Linked DNA regions of Sus scrofa: region 2 is linked to region 1. A link is a contact called in public Hi-C data. All regions are on one chromosome and are shown on one strand. The core of a region is the stretch at or near the end of the contact, and the rest is flanking DNA. Distances in the headings are between cores, read along the strand shown. Region 1 holds the start of SUGP1 (SURP and G-patch domain-containing protein 1). Region 2 holds the start of NR2C2AP (nuclear receptor 2C2-associated protein).

The links. Hi-C and Micro-C count contacts between places; a contact is called where the count stands out from the background.
Region 2: a Hi-C map of liver shows a contact between it and region 1, with 2.7 times the contacts expected there. The contact joins the promoter of NR2C2AP here to the promoter of SUGP1 in region 1. A contact is called at or near these places in 2 of 5 promoter capture datasets (fetal skeletal muscle and liver), 6 of 47 Hi-C or Micro-C datasets (fetal heart ventricle, heart right ventricle, liver and 2 more) and 1 of 2 datasets of contacts at active chromatin or transcription factors (alveolar macrophages).

The regions. Positions count from the first base shown.
Region 1 is chr2:58,572,910-58,575,784 of Sscrofa11.1, reverse strand. It overlaps SUGP1 (SURP and G-patch domain-containing protein 1), which reads right to left and starts at 1,351. Exons shown (of 15, transcript XM_021083429.1): 1 at 1,199-1,351. The coding sequence starts at 1,322. It overlaps MAU2 (MAU2 chromatid cohesion factor homolog), which reads left to right and starts at 1,537. Exons shown (of 19, transcript XM_021083430.1): 1 at 1,537-1,864. The coding sequence starts at 1,589.
Region 2 is chr2:58,674,631-58,677,400 of Sscrofa11.1, reverse strand. It overlaps NR2C2AP (nuclear receptor 2C2-associated protein), which reads right to left and starts at 1,414. Exons shown (of 6, transcript XM_021083440.1): 1 at 1,254-1,414; 2 at 1,000-1,154; 3 at 718-808; 4 at 424-529; 5 at 280-347; 6 at 1-48. The coding sequence starts at 1,037.

The DNA of each region.
Region 1 (2,875 bases), core at 102-2,601:
AAAAGACAATGCTGTTTTCAGAAGAGTGGTAGCTGTGCAGATGAAGACGACATCACAAAGGTTCCCCATGGGACTCAAAATAAAAATAAAATCCAAATTCTGAAAGCAGATTTTCAAGGCCCTATCAGAGATGGCTCCCCTCCCCACTTCCACTTCATTCCTAACACTTTTTTTTTTTTTTTTTTTTTTAGGGCTGCACCTGCAGTGCATGGAAGTTCCTGGGCTAAGGGTCAAATCCGAGCTGCAGCTGTTGACCCACACCACAGCCACAGCCACATGGGATCCTAGCTGCATCTGTGACCTACAGTGCAGCAGCACTGGAGCCCACGGAGCAAGGGCGGGGATCTAACCTGCATTCTCAGGGAGACAACATCAGATTCTTAACCCACTGAGCCACAACAGGAACTCCCCCTGACACTCATTAAATAGCAAGCCCTGGAAGCCTTGGCACTTGCTGTCTCCCTCTACCCTGCAGGTCCTCCTACAACTGGCATCTTCTTATTTTAATTATCTTCTACTCAGAAAGGTTTCCTTGACTACCCATATCAGCAGCCTCCACCTCCACTGCCTCACATCATCATAATTCAGTCTCTGTAAATATTTCTTCTTTGGTGCATTGTCCGACGCCCCAAGAGAAAGTAACCTTCAGGAAGGCAAGGCCCTGTTTTGGTTACCATTGCATCCTCTCTACCTAGTACAGTGCCTAGTACAATGAATATCTGCTGAATGCACCTCAGTCTAGGTGGGTAGACAAGGAAAGACAAGGCTTGTGGTAAACTGGGGGCTCGAAAGATGCACGAAAGTGTTCAGGCAGCTTCTTCAGAAAGTGGGATACAGGCCAGGCGGGAGCTGCTAAGAGAGAGGAGCAGGACAATCCAAGGTTGCCGCTGGCTCGGGGAGCTGAGCTTGCAGCAGCCCTGAGGGTGGTTATATCGGAAAAGCGGCACAGGGCAGATCCCGGTGACGGCTTTTAAGGAAAGCCGGCGTTCTCAGCAAATCAGCGGGGGTGGGGGTGGGGGTAGGTAGCAACTAGGTCTTGGATCTCGGCAGACGGGGGTGGTGCAGAAGCCGCCGCTTCCGGCTGTCTACATGCTGAGGCTAAAGGCCAGTGAGTTTAGCAGGCCGGAGAGGAGGGCGAAGCTAAGACGCGTAGCCGGAGGATTCAGGCGAACGCCTGAGGGGAGGCGGGGGCTGTTACCTGCAACATCCCGGTTGTCCATCTTGAGACTCATCCAATCCCACAATGCTCGGGCGCCACCGGAGGGGGGCCAGTTATAGTGCGCATTGCCTGATGGGAGATGTAGTCCATATCGGCAAGCCATGCCCTGCCATTCCTTGGACACCTGAGGGTTTTCCCGCCAGGAATGCAAACTTCAGTCCATAGACACACTCCGGTCTCAGTCCTGAGGAACAGAAGGTGTCGCCTTTTCTCAGACTTTCTCGGAGCCACGGCCACTCCAAATACAAACTACATGTTCCAGGTTGCTTTGTACAGCGGCTCTCGCGAGAGACGCGAGGAGCGCCCGGCCCCGCCCCACGCGCCTGCTTCCGCCTCCCTGTGGCGGCGGCTTGTTGTTGTGGAGCCAAAATGGCGGCTCAGGCGGCTGCGGCGGCCCAGGCGGCGGCAGCCCAGGCAGCGCAGGCCGAAGCGGCCGAGTCGTGGTACCTGGCTCTTCTGGGCTTCGCCGAGCACTTCCGCACTTCCAGTCCGCCTAAGATCCGCCTGTGTGTTCACTGCCTGCAGGCCGTGTTCCCCTTCAAGCCGCCGCAGCGCATCGAGGCCCGGACGCACCTGCAGCTCGGCTCTGTGCTCTACCACCACACCAAGAACAGCGAGCAGGCGCGCAGCCACCTAGAGAAGGCGGTGAGCGCGGGCCGGGCCGCGAGGGAGGAGGCGCGGGGCTCCTTTCCGTGCTTGGGCTGACGGGTCGCGACCCTGGCGTGCGGGGACGCCTGGGTCACTTCTCGGGGGCCTGAGGCGTGACTTCCGCACAAGCAGCAAGACCCCGAAGACGTCAGCCTCTCAGGGGACCCGAGGGCCTCGTCCCGTACCTTACTTAAAGTGTCTGGTGACAGGCAGAGGCCTAGGACCCTGCTCCGAGTACTCCGACAGCTGTCTCTTTTAGAAGCAACAGGGTCCCCAAATTCTTAAGGTTTTCAAGATAGCACCTATGGGGATGCCTCCAGGCCGGCCCTTCTGAGGTGACTCAGGTCCAGGTGACAGTCCAGGCATCCCTTGAGAGTCTGAAGTTAGGTCTCTGAAGAAATCTAGGAAGGCATCCTCTCTCAGGACACGCATGTCTGAGAAGGGTCTGGAGGTTATTGTGCCCCACATCATTGATGAGGAGAGTCATAGGTGGGAGGCAGAGGCTCAGAGCCTAGAGTTGCTCATTTGAAGTCCTAGAAGGAGGCAAAACTGAGGGAGGGATGTCTTGATTCCAGGGCTGGGGCCTCCTGCTTTTGCCATATCCACTGGTGACTCCTCTTTTCCCCACCATTCACTAGTCCATCCCCTTCAGAGAGCAGGCCCCATCTCCCCATGTTGATTTTTGGGATCTTGGTACCTCAAAGAATGTGGAAAAGTGGCTGTCATTCTGCCCTTTCTGGCTGTGGTTTCTTCCCACAGCAACACTTCTTAGCTCCTGTCAGTTCATGTCTCCATTTAACATTTACCCAGTTTTATTCTGCTTAAAGGAGAGATTTCTTGAATAGAATTAACTTCAATTCAGAGAAATTTCTTCATCTGAGATAAATCTGAAACCACCTATAATTAGTAACAAGTTGCCTTCAGGAGAATAATCAGATCTTTGTTTTGCAGACTGTAAAGAGTTGGAAAGGGACTTTAGTCTTTGCATGGTCTACTTCCTTGTTTCAG
Region 2 (2,770 bases), core at 165-2,664, 100 kb before region 1:
AAATGTCACCTTCAGCCGGTCTACCTCAGCAGCTGGCACAGGGAATGTGTAAGCAGGGCAGTCAAGGGAAACAGGTGCCTTATTTCCCACCCACCAGCCCCAGGTTGGTATCACCAACATGCTAGGCAACCTGGCAGCTGTGGGCCCCTCTGAACTCTCGCACAGAACAGATTATTAGCGCATTTGACAGATGTAGAGACCATTTGCTTAAGGTCACACACCAGGACCCACAGCTTTCAGAGGCACAGACCACCCCACCCGGAGGCTAAGGCAGGATATCTGAAGCGAGTTGTTGTCCTCAGGGTAAAAGTCCACAATCTTAGCAAGAGCCTCACTCCCCTGGGAACCTGAAGAGGAGAAAGGGACAGATTGTGAGGCCATTGTGCCCCCTCCAATCCCCCACCTTCCAGGGCCTCCCATTACCTTCCAGACGACCCTGGCGACTGGAGAAGCCCCCCTGGAACTGGATCTGCAGTTGGGAGACACAGATGCGCTGGGGAAACTCCAGTATTATCCACTGGGAGGGGCCCTGGAAGCAGACAGGGAAACCAGTACACAGTCACTCCAGGTTCAGAGCCCTGCTATGCCCCTCTCTCATTCACACAGTCCGTGGAAGGTGGGAGGGCACAGTGAGCACATGTTTCCTCCTTGGCCAACCTGACTGCCCTGATTCTAGTTCACACTGGGGATGGAGGGTTCAGGGAGAGAGTGCCTCACCTGATCTGAGTTCCAGCACGTCTCCTCATCCTGGTCAAACAGGTGTTTCTTTCCAAACTGCCGGTAGTTACGATTCAACACAGAACTTACCCTGGAAACAACCAGCATCAAGGCGTGGAGAGGCGCTGAGCCCAGCGGCGAGGGCCTGCCCACTACCGGGCCCACCCCTCCTTCACCACTGGTTCCCCAATTTCTGTGGACCCCAGGTCCAGGGCCCCATTCGCCACTTCCCGCCGCCTCCCCTCCCCTACCCCCCCGCACCCGCCTGGTTCCCTCTCTCACTTGCTAACAGTCTCTGGGCAAACCAAAGAGTGGGTCATCTTGGCTCCACGAGGCCTCGGAGGACTCAGATCTCGGCTCAGCCCCGGTTCGAATCCAGGCACCAAAGCAGCTACAGGGGCGCGACCTCGTTCACATCTGAGGGTGCACGTCCTCACCTGTAACACCGCACAAGAACCGTCACTATCTCTCCACTCCAGTCCTAAATGTCGCCTGGATCACCTCCTTTCTGGAAAAACTGGGAAACTGACAATGACCTGGGGCCAGGCCTTTCACAGTGGGTCCAACGAAGGGAAACAGGTTTCCTGTGGGTTTCGGGGCGGTTGCTTCCTCTCCGAGCCTCAGTTTCTCTAACAGATCTATAAACCAAACCCAGATCCGGAACCACGTGAACACCGCGCAGACGCAGTGTGACTCAGGCACGCCCATCCCTAACTCCGGAGGCCGAGTTTAACTTGAGCCCCGCCCCCTCAGTGCCCGCCTCTTAAAGGGCTCTCGCCCAATAACTGCGTATCGCTCGGAGATGGAGGCAAGAGGATAGCATCTAAAGCAGTTGTGTGCCTACTGTGTGCGGAGCACTGTCCTTTGGTGCCCGCGGGTATGGAGCACTAGTTTTGGAGTCCGAGAGACTTCTTATAATGATGTCTTACTGCCGGCAGAATGAAGTCTGCTCAATTCATTCCCTAACTGCAACTGCAACTTGGGAACCCCTGCACCTCACTGCCTCCCAGAGGCCAGACGAACAGTTGAGGAAGAGGCCAAGATGTTGCGAGCACTGGCTTCCTTTGGTCTTCTCAGTAAAAGATGCCTGGGATGGGCTTCTTGGGGGAATATGAGGTGGATTTTGAAGGATGAAAAGGAGTTTGCCAAATTGGATTATACAAAACCTCAGATAATACAGCTAAATGTTTGGTTCACTGATTCACTAAACAACTCCCACCACTCCCTATTGTTCAGCCCTGTGCTGAGTGATGCCAAACTGTAAGAGGCCTCAGTTCCAGCTTCAAACCTGAGGATCTCCCAATCTGGGTAAGACAGAGCTAGACACATAAACTCCCACCCCATAAGACCAGGGCTAAGCCAAAGGGGGAGATAGGGCTGGGGAAGCAGGGGCTCTTCCTGGAGGGAGGGTTTCCTGGGAGAGGAGATATTGTACCTGCACTTTAATGGGTGGGCAGGAATTGACCAGGGTGAGAAAAATGGGGAAGTGAGTGGCAGGCAGAAAGAATAGCATAAGCAAAGGCCTGGTTGGATGAAAGACCACGAATTTGAATAAAATATGTGGAGCCAGATCCTGATGGGCCTAAAGCAGTCACAGAAGGTGTTTGAGAAAGGGTCGTACACCATCCAATCTGCATGAATGGAGGGTTCTGAGACAGAGCAACCACTGGATGCAGTTCCTGGCTTTAACTGAACGGTCTAAGATGCAGCCCCTTTCTTCAAGGGCTAGGGGAACGGTCCTCCTGGCAGCCTACTAGTGTCTGCCCAAGTCCACACCAGGAGTGGGGGCTGGCTGGGAAACTGGGACACCAGCGGAAGGGCTGCCCCATCAGCCCCTGCCTGCCAGGACTTCCTGCATTCAGTCATGGTCTGCTGCCAACCAGACCTGGCTCTGCTCATTTCAGGGCTGGGACTGGGAATGTCAAAAACACCTTCCTACCCCAGAGGAATTTAGTAAGAGCATGGAAACTGGAAGGCCCAGATGTGGTTCAAATACTGCTTGGGCCACTCACTCCATGGTTGTATGATCTTGGACAAATATGTCAACACCTCT